4 separate regions of the Mus musculus genome follow, and regions 2, 3 and 4 are each linked to region 1. A link is a contact called in public promoter capture Hi-C data. All regions are on one chromosome and are shown on one strand. Each heading gives the region's core, a stretch centred on a gene start, on an enhancer-like site or on the middle of the called end of the contact. The rest is flanking DNA. Distances are from core to core; before and after follow the strand shown. Region 1 holds the start of Cd53 (CD53 antigen). Region 2 holds the start of Psma5 (proteasome subunit alpha 5). Region 3 holds the start of Ddx20 (DEAD box helicase 20). Region 4 holds the start of Inka2 (inka box actin regulator 2).

What was found. Promoter capture Hi-C pulls out the DNA fragments that hold promoters and counts their contacts.
Region 2: a promoter capture Hi-C map of pre-B cells shows a contact between it and region 1, with 4 times the contacts expected there. The contact joins the promoter of Psma5 here to the promoter of Cd53 in region 1.
Region 3: a promoter capture Hi-C map of pre-B cells shows a contact between it and region 1, with 2.9 times the contacts expected there. The contact joins the promoter of Ddx20 here to the promoter of Cd53 in region 1. A contact is called at or near these places in 9 of 39 promoter capture datasets (the 3T3-L1 cell line, the C10 cell line, the HPC-7 cell line and 4 more), 3 of 484 Hi-C or Micro-C datasets (B cells, the HPC-7 cell line and pre-B cells), 6 of 115 datasets of contacts at active chromatin or transcription factors (bone marrow-derived dendritic cells, memory CD8 T cells, microglia and 3 more) and 2 of 9 other capture datasets (adipose tissue and liver).
Region 4: a promoter capture Hi-C map of liver shows a contact between it and region 1, with 2.2 times the contacts expected there. The contact joins the promoter of Inka2 here to the promoter of Cd53 in region 1. A contact is called at or near these places in 4 of 39 promoter capture datasets (the 3T3-L1 cell line, liver, neutrophils and 1 more) and 2 of 115 datasets of contacts at active chromatin or transcription factors (bone marrow-derived dendritic cells and large pre-B cells).

The regions. Positions count from the first base shown.
Region 1 is chr3:106,785,844-106,792,751 of GRCm38.p6, reverse strand. It overlaps Cd53 (CD53 antigen), which reads left to right and starts at 2,603. Exons shown (of 8, transcript NM_007651.3): 1 at 2,603-2,785.
Region 2 is chr3:108,254,094-108,261,001 of GRCm38.p6, reverse strand. Psma5 (proteasome subunit alpha 5) reads right to left here and starts at 4,076. Exons shown (of 9, transcript NM_011967.3): 1 at 3,697-4,076. The coding sequence starts at 3,725.
Region 3 is chr3:105,683,650-105,690,557 of GRCm38.p6, reverse strand. It overlaps Ddx20 (DEAD box helicase 20), which reads left to right and starts at 2,987. Exons shown (of 11, transcript NM_017397.3): 1 at 2,987-3,434; 2 at 3,825-3,919; 3 at 6,105-6,273. The coding sequence starts at 3,131.
Region 4 is chr3:105,701,486-105,708,393 of GRCm38.p6, reverse strand. It overlaps Inka2 (inka box actin regulator 2), which reads right to left and starts at 3,795. Exons shown (of 2, transcript NM_175398.4): 1 at 3,569-3,795. The coding sequence starts at 3,625.

The DNA of each region.
Region 1 (6,908 bases), core at 1,354-3,853:
TTTTAGCATTCTAGGTTTTAAATTTTTTTGTTTGTTTGTTTTTTGTTTTTTGAGACAGGGTTTCTCTGTATAACCCTGGCTGTTTTGGAACTCACTTAGTAGACCAGGCTGGCCTTGAACTCAGAAATCCACCTGTCGCTGCCTCCCTGAGGCTGAGATTAAAGGCGTGCACCACCACCTCCCGGCTCTAGGTTTTAAATTAAGGTCTTTGGTGCACTTTGAATTTATTTTTGTAAAGGGTAAAAGAAAATACAGATTTAATTTAATTCTTCTGTTAGTAGCTATCTAATTTTGCCAGTTTTAATTCAATACATTTTAGTTTTTCTTTTCTTTATTTATTTATGTTAAATTTTATTAGATATTTTCTTCATTTACATTTCAAAAGCTATCCCAAAAGTCCCCTATACCCTCACCCCGCCCTGCTCCCCTACCCACTCACTCCCACTTCTTGGCCCTGGCATTTCCCTGTACTGGGGCATATAAAGTTTGCTAGATCAAGGGGCCTCTCTTCCCAATGATGGCCAACTAGGCCATCTTCTGCTACATATGCAGCTAGAGACAGGAGCCCTGGGGGTACTGGTTAGTTCATATTGTTGTTCCACCTATAGGGTTCCAGACTCCTTCAGCTTTTGGGTACTTTTTCTAGCTCCTACGTTGGGGGCCCTGTGTTCCATCCTATAGATGACTGTGAGCATCCATTTCTGTATTTGCCAGGCACTGGCAAAGCCTCACAGGAGACAGCTATATCAGGGTCCTTTCAGCAAAATTTTGCAGAAGTGTCTGCGTTTGGTGGCTGATTCTGGGATGGGCCCCAAGTGGGGCAGTCTCTGGATGATCCATCCTTTCGTCTTAGCTCCAAACTTTGTCTCTGCAACTCTTTCCATGGATATTTTATTCCTTATTCTAGGGAGGAATGAATTATCCATGCGTTGGTCTTCCTTCTTGATTTTCTTGTGTTTTGGAAGTTGTGAAATTTATAGAGGAGAAAGTGCAGAAAACCCTCGAAGATATGGGCACGGGGGAAAAATTCCTAAACAGAACAGCAATGGCTTGTGCTGTAAGATCAAGAATCGACAAATGGGACCTCATAAAATTGCAAAGCTTCTATAGGGCAAAAGATATTGTCAATAAGACAAAAAGGCCACCAACAGATTGGGAAAGAATTTTTACCAATCCTAAATCTGATATGGGACTAATATCCATTATATACAAAGAGCTCACTAAGCTGAACTCTAGAAATTCAAATAACCCCATTAAAAATGGGTTACAGAACTAAACAAAGAATTTTTGACTGAGGAATATGGAAGGGCTGAGAAGCACTTGAAAAAATATTCAACATTCTTAATCATCAGAGAAATGCAAATCAAAAGAACCCTGAGATTCCATCTCACACCAGTCAGAATGGCTAGGATCAAAAATTCATGTGACAGCAGATGCTGGGGAGGATGTGGAGAAAGATGAACACTCCTCCATTGCTGGTGGGATTGCAAACTGGTACAACCACTCTGGAAATCAGTTTGGCGGTTCTTCAGAAAACTGGACATAGTACTACCAGTAGATCTAGCAATACCTCTCCTGGGCATATACCCAGAAGATGTTCTAACTGGTAAAAAGGACACATGGTCCACTATGTTCATAGCAGACCTATTTATAATAGCCAGAAGCTGAAAAGAACCCAGATGTCCCTAAACAGAGGAATGGATACAGAAAATATGGTACATTTACACAATGGAGCACTACTCAGCTTTTAAAAACAATGAATTTATGAAATTCTTGGGCAAATGGATGGATCTGGAGTATCACCCTGAGTGAGATAACCCAATCACAAAAGAAATCCTTTGATATGCACTCACTGATAAGTGGATATTAGCCCAGAAACCTAGAATACCCAAGATAGTTTTTTTTTAAACAAGATTTGTTTACTTATTATGTATATGTATATGTATATGTATATGTGTATGTGTATGTGTATGTGTATGTGTATGTGTATGTGTGTGTATATGTATAATGTATATGTATATGTATATGTATATGTATATACTGTAGCTGTCTTCAGGCACACCAGAAGAGGGCATTAGATCCCATTTATAGATGGTTGTGAGCCACCATGTGGCTGCTGGGAATTAAACTCAGGACTTCTGGAAGAGCAGTCAGTGCTCTTAACTGCTGAGCGATCTCTCCAGCTGCATTTTTGTTTTTCTAGTTCATGTTTTGATACACCTTTGTCCAAAAGTAGATATTCAATCCTACACAAGTTTATCTCTGTGTCCTCTACTATGCTATATTGATCTACAAGTATGGTTTCATTCCAGTACCATGCTGGCTTGGTCAGTATGGTTTAGTAGTATAGTTTGTGGTCAAACGGTGGGGACACATACACAGAAACAGACCCACGGGTATTTTGTAGTTGCTGCTTCAATTGAGAAGCACTGTTCTATGGCCAGGAAATATCACTCAAATTACTGTAAAGTTCACCAGAACTCAGATTGGTGTGTCAGACCTTCTTTAGCTTCCAGAAACCAGCTTAGAATAGGCTGGGAGTGGAAGCCTCTGCAAGTTCACTGAGGAACAGTTGACTATCTGAGCCTAAGAGAGAACACTCAGTCTCACTTCCTCACTCTTCTCGCTTGGGTTTCCTGTCGTCACAGCATGATTGTATTTTTTCTCTCTTCACTTCTCCTTTTACACAAATAGACATAGACTTCTGGGTTACAGGCTGTGCTGGCCACCTAAAAGATAATCAGTGAATTCTACCTGAAGTACTGAGGGACACTGCCTTCAAAAGGTAAGATTTATGACTTTTAACAGCTCTAAATCAGCTAATAAGGCACATAGCATTTTGAGAGTCTCCACACATCCCTTTAGTAACTTTAAAATGTGATGTGTTTACAAATATTTAGATCAGCACTTCCCTTAGGCAACTGGGCTAGAAATACTTTGATTTAATTGGTGTTTTATTTTCTGATATCTCTTTGGGCCTAAGTATTCATAAGCTTACATTATTATGCCACTTGAATTGCTTACTGTATATGGTGGTTTCTAATGCTTGAAGTTTTTGAGGTGAGATGAGATGAAATTGGGGAGATCTTCTATGTTGTTTTTTCTTCAAAAACTTGAAGTTTCATTTTAGAGCAGGGAGGAAAATCATAACCAGAGTGATTTAGAACAGTAGCCAGAAGACATGTTGTCTTTGTTTGAAAACATTTTAAAGGAAAGTTAGTGCTGAGAATGTCATGTTTTGATATAAGATAGATACAAAAAACCTGCAACATAGGTGTTCTGCAATGTACTTCATGTATTTTATTCCTATGGCTTAGTTTGGGGGAAGGTAAACATTGTGATCTGAAGGGCTTCTTTCTTCACTTTAAATGGTCTGTGATACACAAAGCTTGAACATTGACAAATTTCACATAAAATGTGCAGCAGAGAGGAAACCCACATAACTTGATACAGTAATAGTTTCCAACTTGCAAGCCATTCTAGGGTGTAAGTATTCAGCAAAATGATAGTCAAGCTTTGGTCAATACAAAATGTCTGTATCAGGTCTTTCTTGGTCCAAGAGCTGTGAAGAGCTCATTTGATTATAATCTAAAAGGGAGAAAGTAAAGTATCCATGTCCACATTTTCTCACCTAAAATTCAAGGGAGATGATTGGGAGTTAGTTGCAGCTTGTCAGAGCCACCCTCAGAGGCTACTAAACCTTATGTTTATAAATAGTGACCTAAGTGAACTAAGTTAAAAACCATGGGTTAGGCACCCTTTGATGTCTGACAGTATACTGTTGATACAGAGGAGAAATGAAGAAGAATGGAGAATTTGCCCAGTAATAGTTTTTTCCATGAGGAGCTTTTCTTGGTAATCATATCTATTAGAAGATTGAGCCAGAGAAGAATTTTATCTGCTGTGTGAGCAATGTTTTGCTTTCTCAATCTCGATCCAAATCTTCACTGCTTTGAAACTGGTTGATTAAGAGCAGATGCCAAACTGAAATGTGGTTTCCTGTGTGGGCCAGTTAAGGTTATTTTGCTTTTAGATATGATGTTTGCTTATCTTTATGCTCACAGGAAGTGATTCACAGCCTAGGCCAACACAACTACCTCACTACCACTCAAAGGATTTCAAGTTTTTTGTTAGCAAGAGGCAAATATATAAAGGAAAACCTCTGTTGTTTTGATATCTTCTATGTCCTCTGACTGCCTAGAAGCCTCAGACTAGTGCTTAGCTTCCTCATTCCCCACTACCCTGCAATGTCCCAACAGCCAGGCACTGTGCTCAGGTTCTAGAAACACAAAGTTAACGGATGTGGTTGTCAATCACAAAGAGATTACCATGGAGGGCAGATATTAGGACACACATAACACAAAATAATATGCTCTTTTCTATAAAGTAGGGAGAGTGCACACAATATACAGGAGTTCAGGAGTTTTCCAAAGACTCCCTCAGAGAGAAGACTACTATGAATGTATTATAGAGACTGGAACCATTAACATTTCCAGTTACAAGGCACTACATATGTACTCAAAGAAGTATTACTCCCCCACTTCCTGCCACAGGCATGGTAGAAATGAAATTAAGCAAGAGAGACTAATCACATGGTCACAGGAAGCACCAAGCCCTTTTTCCTACTAGGCAACTGAAAGTATATGGCAAGTTTACTCAACAGACAAGTGCTGGGTGTATCAAAGGGCAGAGTCTGAGACTTAAATACAATAATTTTGGTTGAATGTGGCTTTGAGTTAGGGCACAGATTCCTTCTAGCCTGGATATTTCACATGATCAGAAGGAAAGGTAAAGCTTTTTGTGAAGTTATAGCCGTTCCCCTCCTTCCAGTTTCTATCCAATGACTAGTATATTGGTTTGGTTATAGTGGTTTGGCTTTTGCTGATAATCAGCTCACAGCACTTTATACACCAACAAGCATCCACTGTTTGTAGGTTGCTCTGTAGACTAGGCATCTGCCCTTAGGACATTGCTCTTTATACTAGGAACTTGCCCTCAGGATGGTTTCAGGACTAGCTACCACTTTAGGTGTATGCATTGGGTCAAACTAGACACCTGTATAAAGCTGGCCTCCAGGGTTGCTGCTCTTGGACAAGAGGAAGGTTGGATACTTGGTTTAGGAAGAAAGGTTTTGATAAAGAGGAAAATATGTATTTCCAAAAGCAATAGGTAAGAACTTACAACATAATCCATTCATCTCTATGTTGGGGTAGAGATGCAAATCTTCTCTACTGATTGTCCATTCTCCGAAAGTAGAATAATACCATTTACTACAAAGTTCTTTATCATTTTAGGGTAGTAAAATGATATGATGTCTACTGGATGGACTGCATGAGAGTTTCAGATAACAGCTCCTAGTTTAAACAATAGCCTTATTATAAAGATCTTTACCCTATGTAAGCTACTAATGACATCTAGCTGAGCTTCCAAATGTGAGAAAATGAGTCCCCCCATCATTCAAGTTTATCTTTCTTCACCTTTTTTTCTTTTCCTTTTCTCTTCCTTATTTTTCTTTTCATGAGCTTTTTCTTATGAATTTCAAACAAAATTTTTAAAGCAGTATTTCCAAGAAACACAATGAGGAAAAAGGTGATTAAAGCCTTTCCGGCCCATGGTACATTTCACTCTTGAGAACCTCTCAGAAGCTCAGTGCCACTTTCAGAAATGGCTTGGTCTTACAGGTGGCATTCACTGAACCTCTGGCACTGAACCATTCAGGAAATTCTATCACATTTACTCCTTAGAACAATATGAGGGCAATATTATTAGCCCAGTTTAAAGTTGAGTAAAGTGAAAGTTTGACAGCTTAAGGAAGTTGTTCAATGCATTATGTTAAGGGGTGAAGCTGGAACTTATACTAAACCTGATTCTAAAGCTTTTGTTTATCAAATCATGATCTGTACTTGTTGAACTCAATGATCACTAATCTTCATTAGGTGACATTGCTCACATATGGTTTTCCACACCTGGAAGCAACTTCAGGTCATTGATTACTTGCAATATGACTTCATTTGATCCAACCTGCAAAGCAGCAAGTCCACCAAAGCTCTATGCTTTGTTGAAGTAGACATTAGACTGACATGCAGTCACAAGTCTGCGTATCTGTATCTGTGGAGCATATCAACAAGAGACATGCTTTCCCACAAAGATACACCTGTTGAATTGATATGTGCTGGACTGCCCATAATACCAGAATAAATAAACCCCAATATAATGACTCAGTATTATGAATAAGGATTATTTTAGTATAAAATTAAATAGTTTTGTAAGTATACTTTTCTTCTATAGACCTACAATGAAAATTAGTTTACAATAAGTTATTTAAAGGTGCACAGAAAATACCTTTTCTACAGTCCACATGAGAGTATCTATTGTTGTTCTTGTTGTGATTAAGCATTTATGTTGGCGAGACTTGATGAGTGTAGTTCCCGACATTCCTGGGATGCACAACGAACTCCCTGCTCTTTTGGATCTTACAATCTTTCTTTCCTCTTCTACACAATGATCCCTGTATCTTAAGTATGGGAGTTGTTTCATAGATGTACCCATTGGGGTTGGATTTTAGAACTCCTCATTTTAATTGGATGTGGTTTTCTGTAATGGTTTTATCTATTGAAAACCAAAGTTTCTTTGATGTGAGGTAAGGACTACACTGATCTGTAGGCATAAGGATAAATATTTAGAATGTAGTTAGGATTATTTTTATTTAGTGAAGTGGCAGTTGTTGATTTAGTCTCTAATCCACAGCCCTGGGTCACTGGCTAGGTTTCTTGTATTTTCCTCTTGTTGAGTGGGTTGTAAGTACAATGAGATACCTGCTGGTTACCCATAAGTTATTTTTATTATTTCTGCATGCTTAGGATCATCATGCAATTCTGGTAATTGTTGGAGTTCATAGGCATCATATC
Region 2 (6,908 bases), core at 2,827-5,326, 1.5 Mb before region 1:
CTCGAACTCAGAAATCTGCCTGCCTCTGCCTCCCGAGTGCTGGGATTAAAGGCGTGTGCCACCATGCCCAGCTTCCAAATCTGTTTAACCAAAACTTTCTTCAAAAGAATTGTGACATTGCATACACTAGCAAGCGTTTGTTGCAAGGATGGTGATATAGCTGTCTCTAGTGAGACTAGGCCGGGGCCTGGCAAACACAGAAGTGGATGCTCACAGTCAGCTATTGGATGGATCACAGGGCCCCCAATGGAGGAGCTAGAGAAAGCACCCAAGGAGCTAAAGGGATCTGCAACCCTATAGGTGGAACAACAATATGAACTAACCAGTACCCCGGAGCTCTTGTCTCTAGCTGCATATGCATCAAAAGATGGCCTAGTCGGCCATCACTGGAAAGAGAGGCCCATTGGACATGCAAACTTTATATGCCCCAGTACAGGGGAACGCCAGGGCCAAAAAATGGGAGTGGGTGGGTAGGGGAATGGGGGGGCGGTGTATGGGGGACTTTTGGGATAGCATTGGAAATGTAATTGAAGAAAATACGTAATTAAAAAAAAAAAAAGAATTGTGAGTGTGTGTGTGTGAGAGAGAGAGAGAGAGAGAGAGAGAGAGAGAGAGAAAATCAAATAAATTGCTCAAAGTTACTCCTCAGCATAAAAGCAGAATCAACTCAAGAAATCCTACTTAACCAAGGTTTCAACTACTCTACTTCACTGGGAATTATTCTCACCACCCAGTCCTCATTCTCTCCTCGGCCAACAGATCACAGAGCACAGCTGAAAGCTCTCGGAAAGAAAAACTGTGTCAGAAAACTCTGACATTGAGCTGGGGACCAGCTCAGTTGTAGAGCTCTGGCTCTTGCCCACTATGTATGAGCCCCAGGTTACACACACACACACACACACACACACACACACTCACATACACACACACACACACACACACACACACTCACACTCACACTCACACACACACACACCCCGACACTGAGAACCAGACTCACCACTAGCTTTCAGGAAAAATAAGAAATGGCCCTGCCTTTGTGATAATGTAAGTAAACTGCAGAGAACTGAAAGAACCCTATAAACGGATGTGACTAAATGTTTCTGCACCCCGACTTGGAAGCATTATCCTAGTAAGCTCTGTCTTCATCCTCCCAAATTTCCTGCTTACTTGGGTTGTTGCATATAAATTAAAACCGATCATTCCAAATTTCTACTTCCAGTTTGACTTTTACTCAGTTAATCTAAATTTGAAACAAGTCCCCTTGAATAGCCCAATTACAACCAACATCCAACATTTTCCAATCTGAAATATAACCCTTTAAATCTAATCATTCTGTAAAACCAACTCCTCTTTACCATGCCCATTATTTTCAAACAGCCCCAGCTTCTCAGTTCCTCACAATAGAATGCTCTGAATGATGACTCACTCTCCCTACCGTCCCCTTTGTCCTACCATATGCTAAGTCATGCTAACTCCTATCAGCGCCTCCTCCATGGTAACATCACTTCCATCCCTATGTCCTTGTTACCCTTTACCTAACTATTGTAAAAGCCTCCTGACTGGTGCCAACTCGTTCTTCCAATCAATTAATCTTTATAAAAACAACTGTGATGAGGCAACTCTTTAAAGAAAATATGAGAGACTGACACAGCTCATGAGTGTAACTCCAGAACTCACAACACTCAGGCAGAAAAGATCGTCCCAAACTCCAGGCCTCGTGGCTCTAGGTCACCCTGGGCTATAGATGAAACCTTGTCTTTTAAAACAAAAACCAAAAAAGACCCCCCCCCCCAAAAAAGAGAGAGAGAGAGAGAGAGAGCTGGGTCAGCAGTTAGGAGCACTAGGGGCTCTTCCAGAGGAAGCTGCTGCTCTGACTCCCAGCACTGACATCTTGGCTAAAACCCACCCGTCACTCCAGCTCTAGGCGATCCAACACCCTCTGGCCTCAAAGGACACCAGGCATGTATATGGTACATGGACACCCCCAACTGATAGCACACAGTGCCTACAGAGTGAGGTCCAAATTCTAAGTCTATTGAACCATCAGTATCTGGCACCATCCTGTTTTTTCCATAGCACCTACTTGTCCCATAACATGCATCATACATATGTGGTAACCAGCCTGGACTTTTCCAAATGTGTTATGCCTTTTCCTCACTGGTCCCCCTTGTTCATCCTTTATTATCTGTTCGTTCTCATGGTCTTGGTTTACTAGAAATCCTACTTTCCCTGGACCTATCTGAATTATCAGCTTCTTTGTGAAGCTTTCCCCAACCTCCAACAATGAATGCAGCCTCTCATCAGAACGTCCAGTGCTGCCTTAGATTCCTCTAGTAACATCAATACATTTCTGTCTCACATTACAGTTACTGTTGCAAACAGGAGGGTAGAGATCTTGATTCTGCTCACTGCTGTAAAACCAGCTCCCTAAACAGTGCTTCTTGAACACAGCCAACGCTCAAGAACATTAGCTAAATAGAGGCCTGGGCTTTATTTAGTCTTAGCAAATACAAAAGAAAAAAATCCACAAAGCAACTAGTTCATATAAATAAATGGGCAAAGCTCAGTAAAGCCTTTCAGATGAGGATCACAATTTTCTTAACATTTTATCACCTAAAGATGACTCTCTTCAATACTCTGGAAGCCAAGTGTTAACGACCATTTTACTTGACAACAGGAAATAGTTTTAAAACTTCACCGATATTTTCTGAGTCAGCAAAAGGATGGAGATTAATATGTATGTATATATGTGTATATATAAGTATGTATTGAGCCTGTCAAAATTGTGGCACCTGGAATGACATATATATATTTTGACAGGCTCAATACATACTTGCCAAGAAAAGTAATTTCTCAGTGGTAACCTGGAACTAAGAAAATGTCTGCTTTCCCTAACTTTTAAAGGAACCCAGTGGTTTGCAAAACTGCTCAAAACAGAAACTGAAAGTTACAGTATCTACAGCATTTATGACAGTATTAGTTAGCATTTTCGAGACTTGAAAGTTTTTAGGTTGTCTGCTCTTTTAATAAACACAACCACACAGCTTTGACTTTACAAAACATTTAGCTTTCAACACAACACTAAAATTAACTTGCTTTCAAACCTCCTCTCACATACACACACTTTGGTCAAATGGAATCAGTGTATTAAAACTCTTCTGAGAACCACTGTACATTCAAGTTCCCACAAAACCAGATTGTAGGCAATATATTTATCCGAGCATAGCTGAAAACTGCCTTCGCTCTTCAAAAAAGATTAAAATGTACAGCACAGGACGGATTCCTACAAACTCATCCAATAGTCTCTGGTAGCTTCTATTCAAGGAAACTCCTTTCACTTTTCTTTTTCCTAAGCAGTCAGACTTAGGTTGAAAAGACGGACGCAAGGCTGGTGTCCCCCTAATCTACTCCAGGTTAAAGGTCCCGATCCCTCTCCGCCGCCTGCCCCAAGCAGCCCCAGCCTCTCGCTTCCGCGGGGAGTCAGGATTAGCGGTGACTCAGCGGGACAAGTGCAACGGGTCCGCTGCAGTGTAGCTTGGGGAATCTCGCCGGGCGCCTCGGGAACCAGATTCCCCGGGTCCCGCCAGACTTAGGTTCTCCGGGCGCCCCATGACACTGCAGAACCCAGGCCGCGGCGCGGGCCCCAGGCCCGCCCACCCAAATTTCGACCCTGCTGCTTCCCGCCGTACGAACCTGTCGTACTCGGACCGAGTGAGGAACATGGCGAGGACAGAAGGAGGCGGCAGTGGCTACGCGGGGTTCCCAAAGGCCACACGATTGAAAGCAGCACCCTAATCAACCACACCGCCACAGCACCAAGGACCCTGCAGCCGTCTGCGCGTGCGCACGCGACCTTTTTAGCCCGCCCTCCCGTGCTTCCCTTTTATTGGCTGATTGATATTCTCGCCGCGATGATTGGACTTGACAAGCTTCTTCACCGGACCTGGGTTAACAGGGAGGCGGAACTAGAGAGCACTTCCGCTTTCCGTCACCCTTGGTTGCTACGGGCGCTGGGACTCGAGGCAACCGGTGAGAGTGAACCTCGTCGTCGAGGAGTGAGCACGCCGCGCTTTGGATGGCTGCAAGACTTGGCCTGATGACTGGGTTGTCGGAATCGTGACGTAAGTCTCGCCAGCTCGCGTAAATGCAGCCGGGGGACACCGGTCTCTTACTTCGCGCTCGCCTGCCCAGCTCTTCGCTGTCTTCCCGGCTCGGTGGCAGCCGGAACTAGGTTTGCTGAGGACTTTTTGACTTGGGTAGAGAAATGTGTGCGCCTCTACCAGCGTGCCCGGCAGTTCTGCCAGCCGGGCTTGTTGAAAAAAAAAGTTTTAAAAGTTGATAGGTTCTAATCAGCAAGAACGTTTTTCAATTTCTTGCATAGGTACGATTATTTTATCAAGTCTTTCCTGGATTCGTACACATCACCACCACCACCCTAACTATCCAAGTTTCAGACCCAGACCTGGAGTTCAGTATCGGAGCTTCAGATTAGTCACTGCTTTTAAGGACCTTAATTTGTGTATGTGCTTCTTGTTTTCTCTTCCTAAGGGTAGAAGAGCAACTTGAGCTTTTTTTTTTTTTAAGAAACATTGTAAATGAATCATTTATCAAAGAAAGTTAGGTGGTTAAGAAGTCCTGACTCGGGCTGGAGAGATGGCTCAGGGGTTAAGAGCACTGGCTGTTCTTCAGAAGGTCCTGAGTTCAAATCCCAGCAACCACATGGTGGCTCACAACCATCCTGAATGAGATCTGACTTCCTCTTCTGGTGTGTCTGAAGACAGCTACGATGTACTTACATAAAATAAATAAATAAATCTTTAAAAACAAACAAAAAAAACAAAAAAAAAAAGAAGAAGTCCTGACTCTCTAGGAATGTAACTCGGTGACAGAGTACTTTCATAGCATGCATGAACCTCTGCCCAGGCTTGGCGGGGGTGGGGTGTGAGGTGGTCAGAGTACAAAGTTTCAGGTAAGATTAATACCTAATGGAGATATATGATACACCAGGATGACTAGAGTTAATATCTTACACTTGAAATTTTTCTAAGAAGGTAGATTTTAATCACTACCAAAAAAGGCAAATGTTAGTGAAAGTTAACTTAATCGTGATATATACCTATATCAAAACATAATTCTGGTGGCTGGAGAGATAGCTTAGCACCTGATTCCCTTCTAGATGCCCACATTTGGTTCTCAGCGTCCTAGTCAGGCTGCACATAACTACCCTTTATTCTAGCTCTAGGGGATCCACTGCCTTTTTCTGCTCTCTGCTGGCCCCTATATATGTGTCACACATAACACACACACACAAACACACACACACACACACACACACATTGAAAAGTCTTTTTAAAAATACCATTCTGGGTTGGGTGTGATAGTTCCTTTAATCCCAGCACTCAGGAGGCAGGGAATCTCTAAGTTCAAGACCAGCCTGGTATACCAAGTGAGTTCCAGGCTAGCCAGGGCTATGTAGAGAGACCCTGTCTCAAAAGTAATATTTTTAAACATCATTTTTTATAATGTAAATGTAAGCAACTACTGTTTGTCAATTATACCTTCATGAAGGAGAAGGAATAGGAGGGAGGGAGAGGCCGTGTAATGAGCCATATTTGTCTGAAAGGGAAAGCTAGTTCTCTGTTTTGCTTTTAGTGAAAGTACTTACTTTTAGCCTACTCCGCCTTGAAACCATGTAGCTTAGGTTGTCCTAGAACTCCAGGCCATTTTCCTGTCTCAGCCTCCCAAATTCTGGGGTTATAGGTAGGCAACACCAAATGTAACTCTAGCTGATTGTGGGTTAAAAAAAAAAAAAGGAAAGCTTATTTTCTTTCAACCTCTGAGTTCAGTGAGAGACTGTATATCAAAAAAATAAAGTGGGAGGTAATCGAGGAGGACAGGGATGTCACAGAAGCTGTATGTGCTCTCACACACATAGTCACATCGTTTTTCTACTGTAGCACATCACAGAATGTCTTGCCTATAATTCAATAAATGACTCCCTCGTGGACAGTTGAGCCAGATGTCCTTCCCAGGAAAGTAATGAAGGAGCCAGAAGAAGGTAGATGGAATGGGAAAGGTTCTCATTGATGAGTAACAGAAAAGCCGAGGGTCAAGTCTGGATCCTGGGTCCTGAACCATGGGTCTCCAGGTCTGAATGTTGTATGGAGTGATGGTATATATGTGAATCCAAGGAAGGCCTGGCAAAATAACTTTTACGATGTAGAAGTTTGGTTTGTATCCTTACTTTCTTATTGGCTAAAACCTACAGTCACGGAGACCAGGAATATGATGGTCTGGTGGTAAAAGGCACCTACCACCGTCCTGACAATCTGAGTTCCATCCCCAGGACCTACATGGTTAAAGGAGAGAACCAACTCTTGCAGATTTTCCTCTGACCTCTACACACACTTCCTTGTCTACTTGACACAGCCTATAGTCTCCAGGGAAGACGACCCTCCGCTGAAGAATTGTCTAAATCAAACTGGCCCATAGCTATGTCTGTAGAACACTATGTAATAGAGCTGGCCAAGCTTGAGCTTGAGAGTGAGCGAGCCAGCAAGCTGCATTCTTCATATGATTCTGCTTCTACTTGCTTAAGTTTCTGTCCTGACTTCTCTCAGTGATCGATTATTACCTGGAAGTATAAACCAAATAAACCCTTTCTTCCCCAAGTTGCCTTTTTAATGATGGTTCTTAAACGCTATAACCTCCCTTTTAGCCCACCACCCACAGAGGTAGTGTGAAAGAAAGGATATGGGGGAAGTGGATCTGTTTAGAAAGGTCCTGTGGAGCGATTCCCATCTGTGTTGTCTGGAAATCAGCAGTTCAGTTCACAGATTAGCAGCGGCAGCTCAATACACTTGAAAACACTTGAGGGATACACCAGCAGTCCAGTTCAGTAGAGT
Region 3 (6,908 bases), core at 1,738-4,237, 1.1 Mb after region 1:
CATAAATGCAGGCGCTGTGCTGTAGATGTTTCCACTGGGGCTGGGCTGATCCACTGATCTCTGCTTTGTGCCCAGTGTGGTTTTCCATGATGGACTCTATTTGCTCCTCTTCTTTTGTTTTTTTTTTTTTTTTTTTTTTTTTTTTTTTTTTTTTAGACAGGGTTTCTCTGTGTAGCCATGGCTGTCCTGGAACTTGCTCTGTAGACCAGGCTGACCTTGAACTCAGAGATCTGCCTGCCTCTGTCTCCCGAGGGCTGGAATTAAAGGTGTGCACCACCATCATCCTGCTAAGAGAAGCTTCTTCTAAAAAGCTATACTTGTCTATGAGTGTAAGAATGAGATTTAGAAATGTAGTTAGGAATTATGCTGGTCTAACAAAGGGGTGTTAAGAAGTTCTCTTTTAAGATCTGTGACCTCACCAGCCCCAGGAAGTTGGGCTAGGTTTCTAGTACCAGGTGTGGTTTTGCTCCTATTGAGTGGGCCTTCAGTCCAATCAGAGAGCTGTGAGTTACCACAGTGATGTGAGTGCCACTATCGTGTCGTTATGGATGTCTTGCCATAATCCTGTTGTCACTCATAAGTATGTCAGATGGGTGAGTGCCTTATCTTCTTTAACTGTGAAATGGAGATGATAGTACCCATCTCCTGGAGTTGTGAGCTCCTCGTGGAATGTGAGTTTAATAAATGCTAGCAGTCACCACAGCCATCATCATGTCCATCTCCTTTATCCCCATCAGAATTATCCTCCACCAACATCAACCACACTGTTGTCTCCTTCCTTTCTTACTTTCTCTGTTTCATTTGCGTTGCTTCTCTGTCTGCAGAGCATCCCGCTAGAAGAACTTCATGGCTCACGTTTATAGGAGCCCATTTCTCTGTTTTTCTTTTTGGGTTTATAATTGTGAAGCACGGGGCACAGATTGAATACCTGAAGACACAAGCAATGATCCTTTTAAAGATGTCATCTGTTGCTTACTACCCTACTGTAACTTTATTTATCCTCTCATTACCTTAACAAAAAGTGTGTTTCTAATGATTCTATAAATGTGAGAAAATATCTTGAAAAGAGAAAGGAAACGTAATGGTTAACATTACCTATCCAATTGACAGGATCTAGCATTACCTGGAGATGGGCCCTGGGTGATTATCTCTGCTAGGTTAATTGATATGGGAAGACATCTTAATAATGGCAGGGCCATTCTCTCTTGGGGATCCTGGCATGTATAAAGTGAAGAAAGCTTCACACTTGCAAACATCCACTGTTCTCCGCTTCCTGAAAGTGGATGTAACGTGACCTGCCACTTCAAGTTCCTACTGCCTTCACTTTTCCACCATAATGGACTGTATCTTCAACCATGGTCCAGAAAACCAAAACCAAACCCAAACCCAAACCCAACCCAAACCTTCTCCCTAAAGGTGCTTTTGGCACAGCAACAGAAAAAGAGACTGAGAGAGAGGAAGAAGTGAGGAATGAGTTTCACTCTTTAACTGGGAGTGTGGTTAGACAGTGAAGTGTTTGTGTAGTATGCCAACATCATGGATTCAACTCTTAGGAAAAAGAAAGATAAAGGAAGTAATTTCTGTGCCTCTGAGGTTCATGGTCTGGACAGGGAAGCCCATCTAGAAGGGTTTTGCAACAGTTAGGATGACCAGAAGACCCAGGGTAGATACTATGGAGATGGTAAAGGAGTGGATGAGACATTTGGAGACACAAGTATTTGACAGTAGTTTGATAGAAAGAGGGTGAAGGCAAAGCAAAAAGGAATCCTCAGATTTGTCATCTGTGGATTGGGTGGGTGAAAGATGTGGGCAACTATGAGGAAGCTTGCGATCTTTAGTTCCTCTTCCTTCATTTGGATAGTGGACGTTTGCTTAGTGCTTTGTTAATTTCTAAGCAAACATGTCTTAGTTAGGGTTTCCATTGCTGTAAGGAGACACCATGGCCAAGGACATTTATTGGGGTTCTTTTACAGGTTCTGAGACTCAGTCCATCATCATCAATGAGAAAAGTAATAAAGATATGCTTACATTTGGAAGCATGACTAAAGCTTTGTTCTAAGAGCTCTTTCAAAAAACAGTATTTAGTACGTGCCAGATTATGTTTCTCCTACCAGAGACAGAAGGGAACAAATCAGAATAGCTTTCTGTCCTCATGGAAAGTGTGTGTGGGGGTGGTGGTGGGGGGTGGACAATAAACATTTTAGGTAGTTGTATCATGAAGAACCTGACCAGGTATGGTGGCACACACATGTCATCTCAGTATCTGAAAAGTTGAGCCAGGAGGATTTCCAATTTGAGGCCAGCCTGAGCGGCATAGGGAGACTCTGATTTAGAAAATAAACAGACCAACTAACTAAGCCAATCAAACCAAATAATCAAACTCGGGGATAGTGGTGGGAATAATGGGAAAGGCCAGGAAGCAGTCAGGATGGAAACCACTCAAGATTTCAAGAAAAGCCTCTTTGACAGGGTGACACATGAGTGGGTCTAGAGGAAGGGAAAGTGGTGTGCTAGTTGCCCACCCCATAACGGAGGAAGGGCACACAAAAGATCCGTTGGACCCGAGACGTCTATTAGCCTAGGGTTTCCGAGAGAGCGATCAAGCAGAGCCTAGGAGTTGGCGTGCAGTCCAGGTTTCCACTTAAATATCAGGAGACTTCCGTCACGCGACAGGGTACGGATCGCGAAGACTTCGGCGTGGCTACAGCCGAGCTTGACCCAAGGAGCCGACTCCAAGCCCAGGCGACGGCGACCGATTCGCGAGCTGCGTCACAAAGCGCGTCCTGGGCGCTCGGGTCTGGAGCCCCGCCGCGCGGCCAGGCACTCAGAGCCGCGGGAGGCCGGCAGCGGGCGGCGCCCACCAAGGGCACGCGGCGCCCTCTGCAGGCCGCAGGCGGCAACACACCGGTAGCCTCATCTTCCCTCGCTCTTCCCGCCTCTTTCTCAGGCTACATTTTTTTTTTTTTTCTGCTCCCTCCTAGAGTGACAGCCTCCGACTTCCGTTCTTCCCCTCCGCTTCCAGGCGTGTCCGTGTCTTCTCCGGGAGGCTGCCAATAAAGTTTTTCTCCTTCTCGCTCCCAGGAGCCCCGCCTCAAGTCTAAATATCGCGAGATCTGGAGGCGCGGCTACCATGGCGGCGGCGGCGTTTGAAGTCCCGGCGGCCTTGACAACCTCCGAGTCCACTATGGCTGCGGAGCGTGCGGCCGCGCCGGTGCAGGCTGTGGAGCCGACTCCGGCATCCCCGTGGACCCAGCGGACCGCACACGACATCGGCGGGCCGCGCACACGTACCGGGGACGTGGTGCTGGCGGAGCCCGCGGACTTCGAGTCGCTGCTGCTGTCGCGACCGGTGCTGGAGGGTCTGCGGGCGGCCGGCTTCGAGAGACCCTCTCCGGTGCAGCTCAAGGCCATCCCGTTGGGGCGCTGCGGGCTCGGTGAGGACCGGGGCCGGCCGGCGGTGGGGGGAAGGAGGGGACGGCGTGGCCCCCGGAGAGCTCCGGCTCCGCGCCATCGCGGGGCTAAGCCAGGCTCTAAGGCGCGCAGTTGAATTTGAGGGTAGGACTTTCTTCCAGCATGGAGTCCAAGTTGGAGAAGGTGAGCGGCAGAGATTCGGGGCGCAAAGGGCTGGGGAGGTAGCTCGGTGGTTAAGAGATTGGGGCATCAAGCACACCTCCTGCGCGTTTGAGAGTCAACCAAAAATACAGGTGGCAACTAGGTCCTCATGGCAGAGAACCTCTTCATTCTCCTTTCTCGTATTTGGTATCTGGTGGCATCAGTAAATCTAGGTAATAATATGTAATATATATAATTTTTTTCTTCCTCAGATTTAATTGTCCAAGCTAAGTCGGGCACTGGAAAAACTTGTGTATTCTCCACCATTGCTCTGGACTCTCTGATTCTTGAAAACTATAGTACTCAGGTGAGTCTAACTCAGGATCCGGAAGGGGGTGTGTAGCACGTGACTCTATTGAGAGTCGTGACAAACTAGTAACTCTTCCAGATGGTGAGTTTGAAGAGGCCGGACCAAAGCGTATGCAAGTTAGGGAAGTAAACTAGATGGTCACGTCGGTGAGTTGTGGCCAAGGCTACGTCCAGTATTTTAAAGTTGGAATTTTCTGTTATAAGTACATCTCGACCATTTGTCAGTTGGAATCGTACAATTAAAAATTCATTTACTTTCTGACTAGAGTGGGATTAGACATAGAAGGTAGAAGTTCTGGATTAGTAAGTACTGTGCTATGGCAGAAATTTCAGGTGGTTCTTAAAGCCTTGTGTATGTGTTGTATTGATCTCTCATTTTCTAGGTTGCCTCGGGATATGGTTTTAAGATTGTCCTACTCAGCTTTGGGTTTGGGGGATCATTCTTTAAAAAGCTTTGTTTAGCCATTGTTACATATAAATACTATAGTAGGCACTAGGGATTAAACAGTGAATAAGATGTGATCCTGACACTGTCGTCTGGAGTGTGTAGTGATGGCTGACTTCAAAAGGGGGCTTTTGAGATGGTCGATCTTCAATGTGATTCCTTTAAACCCAGGATTCTTGTATTTGTTGTCTAGAATCTTTGAGTTCTATATCCACGAAACCGTGGGAGATAATGAATATACTTTTTAAAGTACATTGGCTAATTTATTTGAGATTTAGGATGTGTTGAGAGTTTTGGCTTTGTAATACTTGGCAACAGACAAAATCCCAAACTTGAGTAAAAATCATATTTTTAAGGTATATTATTAAAATAATTAGTGCCTGTGTATTATGTAGTATCAAAGTAATACTACATAATAATTTATAGTTGGGAAAATCAGAAAGAGAGAGAGAGAGAGAGAGAGAGAGAATGAGAATAAAGTACCCAAATCTGTGATGTGTGCCCAGAGTTAAGGGATTTTTAAAAAGTCTTATTTCCTAGTCTTTTTTTTTTTAAAACCAGTATGTTCATTTCCAGTAGTTACATTGCAGTTTGTACTGTGTGGTGCTTGGGGCCTTTGGTACCTAACCTTTGCAGTTAGCTTTGAGATATAGTCCTCTCACAAACCTTTAATCCCAGCACTTGGGAGGCAGAGACAGGCGGATCTACAGAGAGAGTTCACGAACAGCTAGAGCTACACAGAGAAACTGTCTCGAAACAACAACAGAGAGTATGTGGGTCTTTCTGCTGTTCTTCATGTATATCTTACTACTTTTGAATTTGTGTTTTCTCTTCCTAAAGCATTAGTGTGTCCCACAGCTAGCTCTGTGCTATACATTTAGGTTTCTTCTCAAATGTTACCTCCTTATGGGGCTCCTAACACGTTTGTTTGAGGCAGGCACACTTGGAATAGTCCTAGCTGGCCTGAAACCTAGACTAGTCTTCAACTGAGGCAATCGATTTCTGTTTCTAGGGTAGTAGAACCTTCTGTGTGTGCCGACACTCTCGATGTAAAAGGGCTTTCTGATTATCTCATTTAAAACCACTCCCGGGCTGGTGAGATGGCTCAGTGGGTAAGAGCAACCGACTGCTCTTCCGAAGGTCAGGAGTTCAAATCCCAGCAACCACATGGTGGCTCACAACCATCCGTAACGAGATCTGACTCCCTCTTCTGGAGTGTCTGAAGACAGCTACAGTGTACTTACATATAATAATAAATAAATATTTAAAAAAAAAAAAAAAAAAAAAAAAAAACCCACTCCCCTTGTCAGGGCTTTCTCTTTTCTCTATTTGATATATATATTAAAAAAAAAATCTTACAATTTATTACTTGCTATTACATGTATATATATGTTATGTATGTATATATTCATTATGTATGTATAAAAAAAATGACAACAAAAACCCTGTTTTTTTTGGGGGGGCGGGGGAGGGAGTTTGAGGCAGGGTTTCTGTCCTGGAACCCAACTTTGTCGACCAGCCTGGCCAGGGACTAACAGAGATCCAAAGTGCCTCTGCTTCTCAAGTCCAGGGATAAAGTCGTGCACCACCACACCCGGTCTAGTATGTTCTTAATTGTTAGCTGAATTTTTCTCTTGTCTTAAAACTCATCTCTTAAAATGTAGTGTATTGCAACAAATGGATGTACCACTCAAATGTATTCCTCTGACTTGTTAGAATGTTTTGCAATTTATTTTAGATTTTGATATTGGCTCCCACAAGAGAAATTGCTGTTCAGATACACTCGGTTATCACAGCCATTGGAATAAAAATGGAAGGATTAGAATGTCATGTCTTTATTGGAGGGACTCCATTATCACAAGACAAAACCAGACTTAAAAAGTGTCATATTGCTGTTGGATCTCCTGGTAAGTCATTAAGACCTCTTGGTAGCTGAAGTTCTTGAAGACTAGAACAGTGAGCATGCCAATCAAATGGGAGTTTTGATGGTGGTGATAATTGCTTTCAGCATAAATGGAAGAGTATTAGACCAGAGAGACACATGGCTGGGTTTTCAACAGAATCTGTTCCTCTCCATTCTGAAGAGTGTTGGAGAATACCCATGGGATCAGCTTCTGAGACCTGAAGTGACTTTAGGAAGCCTGTTTAAGCCGTGGATTGAGGTTTCTTTTGTTCTCTCTGGTTATTTGCTCACAAATCACTCAGAATCAGAACCTAGGATTCAGTGCCATAGCATTCAAGTTTTGTTTTTGTTTTTGTTTTCGAGACAAGGTTTCTCTGTATAGCCCTGGCTGTCCTGGAACTCACTCTGTAGACCAGGCTGGCCTTGAACTCAGAAATCCACCTGCCTCTGCCTCAGGAGTGCTGGGATTAAAGGCGTGTGCCATCACGCCCAGCTAGCATTCAAGTATTTTGGTAGCAGTAATGTTTGTTTATTAGCAGTAATGTTTGTTTACCAAAGTTACTGGTGATGAAAAGGGAGGGGACAAAGAATGGATTCAGACTTTAAGATTACTTAGACCGTTAGGTGGTATGTAACGGT
Region 4 (6,908 bases), core at 2,546-5,045, 1.1 Mb after region 1:
GGAGAGGGGTGGGTTTTCACACAGAGAATGAGATGTTTTTGCAGAAGCTTTTCTTTGTTTAAAAAAAAAGGGGGGGGTGCTTTGCTCAAGACTTGAAAGCTCCAATTATAACTTCTCCACACCCTTCTTTTCTCCTTATTTTGCCTTTGGGCCCCATTCCTTAGTCATATGCTAGGACACCCTAAACTTGTAGCCACTAGTGACTGAAGAATTGCCTTCTGGGAATATATGTTCCCTGTAAGAGTTTTTCCCAGCCTGTGAGAAAGAAGTCCATTGGTTACTTCCCCAGGGCTCAACTAGGATGGACATTTCATAATGACCTCCTACGACATTTCCCTCCTCCGGGAAGTCACCCCAGCATAGCCGAACTTCAAGAGCTCTGATCATTCAAACTCTATGCATTTGGCTTATTCAGGATTGATCTAAGCTCACAAGAAGTGTCTGCTAGCATCCTACGTCTGCTTCTCCTGTGTGCCTATACATTTGTGTCTATACATTTGTTGGAAGCCTGAATGGATGCCGTGCTTAAGGAACAGCTGGTCCCAAGGCCTGTGTTCAGGCCCCTCTCTGGCAGCCGGAGGGAAAGGGAAGCGCTGGGCTGGACATCCATCGCAGCCCCTGCCCCTACCCCCACTTAAGAAGAGTGTCAGCTGCAGCCACTCTTTCAGCTGCACTTCATTCCTGAAACTCGACCCTCCTCCTCTTCCAGGCAAGGAGAGAGGAACAGTGCTCTAGCTCCGGGAGTTAATTGAGCCAGGGTCTCTGAACTCTCAACCTCTCTCCTGCATTGATTATTATAATTCATGCTTCTTGCTTCAGGAAATTTGGCCATTTGGCTATGTTGGTTTGGTTTTGTTTTGTTTTGTTTTGTTTTGTTTTGTTTTGTTTTTTAGGAACAACTCTTCTTGGTTGAATTTCGGTGTCAAGGAAAGAAATGGGTAAAAGAGGGAACATGGGATGCCCTGGACAAAGACAATTTCACAACCTGTTAAAGTTGCCTTTTGCAACAGGTTCATCCCGTAGGGTCTACAGGGCATTCTTGACAGGAATTTAATACAATAAGCAAATGCAGACCTTAATCAGAATTGCATGAGGCATTCCTGGGCAAGAACCAGAAAGAAGACAGTCCTTTTGGATGGCACAGAAGATCCCGTCTGGAGTGAACCAACCGCACACAAAAGCCTGTATGTAATGTTTGTAATACTTAGGCCACTACAGCCTGAGAGTATAGAGAAGCCCAAGGGTCCCTATCCACGCCATAGCCAAGATCCACAAATTCAATCCCTACAGTCTATGGAGGAAGGCAGCTCAGGTGCGGGCCCAGGCTAACAGCACTTTGCTTTCCTCTTTGCTCCAATTAGGGATAGTGAGGCTCAGAGGTCAGCTTTGCTATTGGGATACTGAGGTGAGGCAGCAGGGGGTGAAACACTGATAGCTCTGCCCATTGCTCTGCTGGGACTCTTCTTCAGTAAGCTGATGGTGGGGAGGGAGCAGGGGACCACGGGGTGGGGAGTGAAGAACTTTGCCATCAGAGTGTCATTCTGGGCCCTGGGCCAGGCAGTTGGCTTCCTCTCCAAGATAGTCAAAGGCTGGAGATGCTCAGACAAAAGGCCAAATGAAAACCGAAGGGGAGTGGGTGACTTTAGTCTCTCCTTCTCCCAGGCACAGGGACTCAAGGCCTTGGTGGGGGTTTGCAGATCAAAATCTGGGAGCTCAGCTCAGTGCAGATTTCTTTTCTTTCTTAAAAAATTCTCTTGACATCAGCAGACTGTCTTCTCCCCCACCACCTCCCACATAGAGTGCCATAAAATGCAAATCAGTTAAGATTTAGAAAATCCATCCCCATGCCAGGAACACCCACAGACCCTCTATAGATGCTTCTCCTGGTGTGGTGGCATGATCCCAGGTGCCAGGCACAAAGAGGATAGATACTATTAGAATCTGTTCTTTTCTCAGCATGGGCTTTGATCCTCAGCCATGATCTTGGTCTTTCTGGTACTGGCCACGTGAAGTGGGACCGTGAGCAGGGGACTTTATTTATGGTCCAAGACCACCATCCCAAACTAGCATGGCATGCATATGTAAACTGATAAGGTACAGGACCTGGTACAGTTCGGAAGAGCAGCAAAGACGTGTTTTGGAGCGCTAGTAACTTTCATATCTGCATGTCATCACAGAAAGGGCTCAGAGGGAAGGACTAAGGAAGTGAACTATAACGTGAAAAGGCAGTCTCTTGGACCAGACCGGACAAGACTAGGGCCAGGTCGTCTTGGTCAGGAGCATCAATGAAAGCACCTGCTATTCTACTTCTGCTTCCTCTCTCCACCCTACTACCACCAAAGCCTGCCTGTTACACATTGCCAGGCAGGCAGAGTGGAATCTCTGCAGCTAGGACTGGAAAGGTTATCTCTCGGGATCTTAAGAAGCCTGAGCTGGGCACTCTCTGAATCCAGATCTGCCTGGGTGACCTGACTGAATAGAAGAAAGAAGGAGCTAAGTGAGCCAGGAGGGCCTACTGCCATGGGAGATAAAAATGAAGGAGACATTGAGAGGTGGAGTGGGAGGTAGAAGCTAAGGCAGTCTAGATGGAGAAGGGACGGGCGGAGCTGAGAAAAGACGCACATTACCTACCTATCTGTCTGAATCCTGGTGGTAAAGGAAAACCAGAAGGGAGGGAGAAAGGGAGGGAAGGAGGGGAAGGAGGAGGGAGAGGGGAAAGAGGAGAGAGAAGAGAGACAAGAGGAGAGAGAGGCAAGAGAAAGAAATCAGAATTCACCTGGCTTCCCTAACACAGCCTTAACAGTCACTTATCCCTCTTCAGTGATTCATCCCCCCACTCCAGGGTAGCATACTCACCCTCAGCACCCCGAGGCCCCGCACACTCCCAGCGCACTCCCCAAGCCCAGACCTGACATCTGGCCGAGCCTCCACAACTCCCGCTCCGCGATCTGCCAGGCGGCACCCCTCCTCCCCCGTCATTACAGCTGCCACCCCCCTCCCTGCTGGCAGACAAGCCCGGGCAGACAGCCGGCCAAGCCTGCCCCCGCAGCCGCGCCAGCTCTGCCAAGCCCAGCAGAGCTGGGGGCCCCGGGCGGTGCCAGCTCCCCACGAGCGAGCGAGCAGTCCAGCCTGACCTCCTGCACAGGGCAGGGACCTGTCTGCGCGCTTCAGGAGCCCGGCACCCGACCACTGGCGCCCGATGCCTGTGCCTGTCATTCCTGCGACTCTGGACACTTGAGCCTTACTCCGTCCGTGTGCCTGTCCCCTCTGGGTGTGTCCTCCTTTCTCTTCAGTTGTTCTGTCACATTCAACTTATCTGGGTGCTCTGACTCCCTGTTACTTGTCCATATCTCATCAGAAATCTTTGCCAAAGTTTGTTACCTCTGAGCAACGTCCCTAGCCTCTACCTACCAGTTGGCATCCTCTCTCCTCTCCTCTCCTCTCCTCCCCTCTCCTCTCCGCTTCCGCCCGGTGCACGGAGCGCGGGGGGGGGGGGGGGGGGCAAGTCAGGTACCTAGGTCTGGGTGGAGCAGTCCTCCCTGTCCCCAGGCTCCTGCTCCGATCTTACCAGCTCCTGTTTGAGGCGACGCAGATAGCAGTCCATGTCCTTGCTCTCCTTTGTCATTCGCCCATTTGCTGGGCTCGGGCTCACGAGAAAGTAGGGTTCTCAGTGCGCTCCGCGCCCTTATCCGCGCTGAGCCGAGCCTCAGCTCCAGCGTGGGGACTTAGAGCGGCGTTCCCCGCTGCTGCCGCTCAATGCCCGGGATAGGGGCGGAGGAAAAGTGCAGCAGCCAATGAGAACTCAGAAGGGGTATCTTCGGCCAATGGGAAGAGCGGTCGGGGAGGGGGGGTGCTCGGGCCTGGCGACCCGAGAAAGTCTGTCACCGGCCTTGCAGACAGCAGCAACTACTGGGAGACTCGCAGAGGTCTTGATTAGGTTCTGGGTTCTGTGGGGCATGGAACTGGCAAAGCCCCCAGTCAAGTGCATTCATTGTCTATTATAAAGGAAGAACGCAGTTTTAGGATTGAGGACTAGGACTAGGCAGGAGGGTCACAGTGTTGAATCTTAACTCCTTTCAGAGAAGAAAACGCTCTCCTTTGCCTTCCCCTTAAATCCCTCAGAAGCCTTTTCTTTCTAAAGAGGGTCCTGGAAGTTCACGGCTCCATTTCATCTCCTCCGGGCCCACTCCTCTCTAGCGCTAGCGGAAGGAAGCGGCTTCCGCTAGGTCTCAGCTGGTGTGGCAGTCTATTGTGTTCAAGGTAGACCTGGTGATACTGAGTAAGAGAGACAAGGTCTCAGCCTTGCATAACTTTTATCGTGGAGGAGAAGGAACTATGAGACAAACAAGTAAATATGAGGATAGTCACTTCAGAGAGCGAATTTTAATGGAAGATTTAAAGATGGGGTGTTGGGAGCTGTTTCAATAGAGTTGGCAGGGAGTGGAGAAACAGGCCTTTCCCTTCCTAGAACTCCCTAATGCTGGCCTTCTTGAATAGGGGAGAAGAGGACTTGAGGACGCTCTGAGGATAGTTGACAGGCATTTCCCTGGTACCCATGCAGTAACTCCTAGGGGTGTAAGGGGTGGAGTTGGGGCACAGCGAAAGGGGTGCTTCTGCAGGCCAGTCCAACTCGATACTTCTAAAGCCGGCCTCCTGGCCACTTGCCTGACTTAAGTTACCCTCGGTGAGCAAACACCTCACCATTCGGCCTGCCAGAGTAATTAGTAACAATTTGCTTTGCTTTGTTTCAAGAAAATTAATAGGGGAAAGTTTGCCCCTGGCAAGATTTTGGTGGTCTGTGTGAGACAGAACCAAAAGGATGCAAGAGAAGCCGCGAAGGGAGAAAGCAGACACTGTGGACATTCATTTGATGCCAGCCAAGATCACTTCTTCAAAAACATTTAGGGGGTAGGTGAAGAACTTGGTGACTGTGACTATGCTCCTGGCCTATCTTCTCACTCCTCTTCAGAGTGATGTGCCAGTCAGAAAGTTAGGCTGGACGGTGTTGGTGCTGTTGAATCAGTTCAAGAAAGTAGTGGGTCAGAGCAGCATCCTCCACCATGACCCTCCTAGGAAACAGAGGTGGGTTCCCCACCCTGAAGCCCCACCCCTTTTACACAGTTATATCTTCACCCTGCAGAACAGCAGCCGGTTGTAAGGAGCTCTCGGTAAACATTTGCAGATCTGTGGTTTTCTCCATCCCTGAAACCTGGGCATGAACATCTTTGGAATTTAGGGTACTGGCTGTGGTTGAACTGCCAGGAGAGGCAAGCAGTCTGAGCTCTTGACAAAAATGTAGCACTGTGGTTGGGGCAACAACTCAAATGCTTTCCTGGGCCTCAGTTTCCCCTGCATATCATTTAAACCCTTGTGAGTCTAACATATCATACTCCTTACAAACCTCTCTGCCTTTTTAAAGATTTATTTTTATGTATGTGTGTGCCACATGTGTGCAGGTACCCTGGGAGGCCAAATGAAGGTACAAATCCCACACCCTCCCCCTGGAGCAGCTGTTTACAAGCAATTTTGACTCTCCTTCCTTCCTTGTGAGTGCTAGAAATGGAACTTTGGTTTTCTGGAAGAACAGCAAATGCTCTTAAGCACTGAGCCATCTCTCCAGCCCTACAAAACTGCCTTTTGACGACCACCTGCAAAATAGTCAAGACGTAAGAATACATGTCCCATTGTGCAGGTGAAGAAAACAGCATTAGCAAGGACTGCACACATTTCATCCGCTCTGAAGATGGAGACTGAAAGACATAACTGATAACCACAATCTCTGTACAGAGATCACAAGAGATTTCCAGATAAATTAGGGGTACACATATTGTTGTATGGCTCCCCAGGATGTTGGAACACAAGTACCAGCAAGTATCTGAAGTCCTTCTATAATGCTGGGCCATTGCAAGTCTGAGGTTAGTGTGAGTAAAGAGAGAATAGGTCCCCATCTCTCCTACCTCTATCTCTCCTTCTCTCTCTATCTCTACTTCTTCCAGAAAGCAACAGCAGGGAGATGAACTGCCTTTCTGTTTCTTCCCTTTTTAAGGGCCTAAGTGATAGAGAATAAAGCCTGTTGCCATGGTTAAATAAACATGGGTAAATATTCCTGGCCTGAGGACGGGGGCTGGAGGGACATGGTTCAGTTTTGCTGAAGAGGAATCAGATGGTTCAGCCGCCATCCTCCCACCTTCTGAAACTCAGCCTAGAGAGAGACTGTGACCATCTCAATTGACAGTAAATCCTAAAGGGGTCAGAGGTCTTGAAACTGGCCACAGGCATCATTCTCAAAGGCATGTACAGTTGAAATGGACCCTGCAAAAGGCACGTGGGCATCTGCTCCAGGCAAGAGGGGATAAGTGGTCTGTAGTCTTCCTGAGGGTGGGTCCAAAGGTGTCAATCACTCAGCATTTTCACCCAGCTTGGTGAGGGAGGGTGGCCCCCTTTGTCCTGCTGCCAGAGCCTGAAGGTCCTGGCACCTATAGATGAGCTTAAAGGGAGAGGCAGAGCTAGCTGTGTCCCAACAGAGTGCATCCTGAGCTAAACAATGGAAATGCTACCCTTCTTCTGGCTTCAGATCCTGTGGCCCCACCTGAAAGGTCCCCACCCACCAGGTCCTGGCTCAGTTATGGAAGAGGAGGTGCCCAACTTCTCATCTCCGCTGGCGACAATAGTGCTGGGAGATACATGGTCACACATGTTCTAGAAACTTCAACATAATAGCACCCTCCCACAGGGTGGAGCCATGTCCCTGTTGCCCTCATTCCTCACCTCCTGTGGCTGCAGAGACCATTAGCCCCCTCCCCCCTACCTACTCCCAGAGCATCAACAGGAAAGGCTGACCTTAGAGATAAACATGTGTTGTTGGAATGTGTTCAGATACCACTCCAGAACAGCAACTCTCCAGGGAA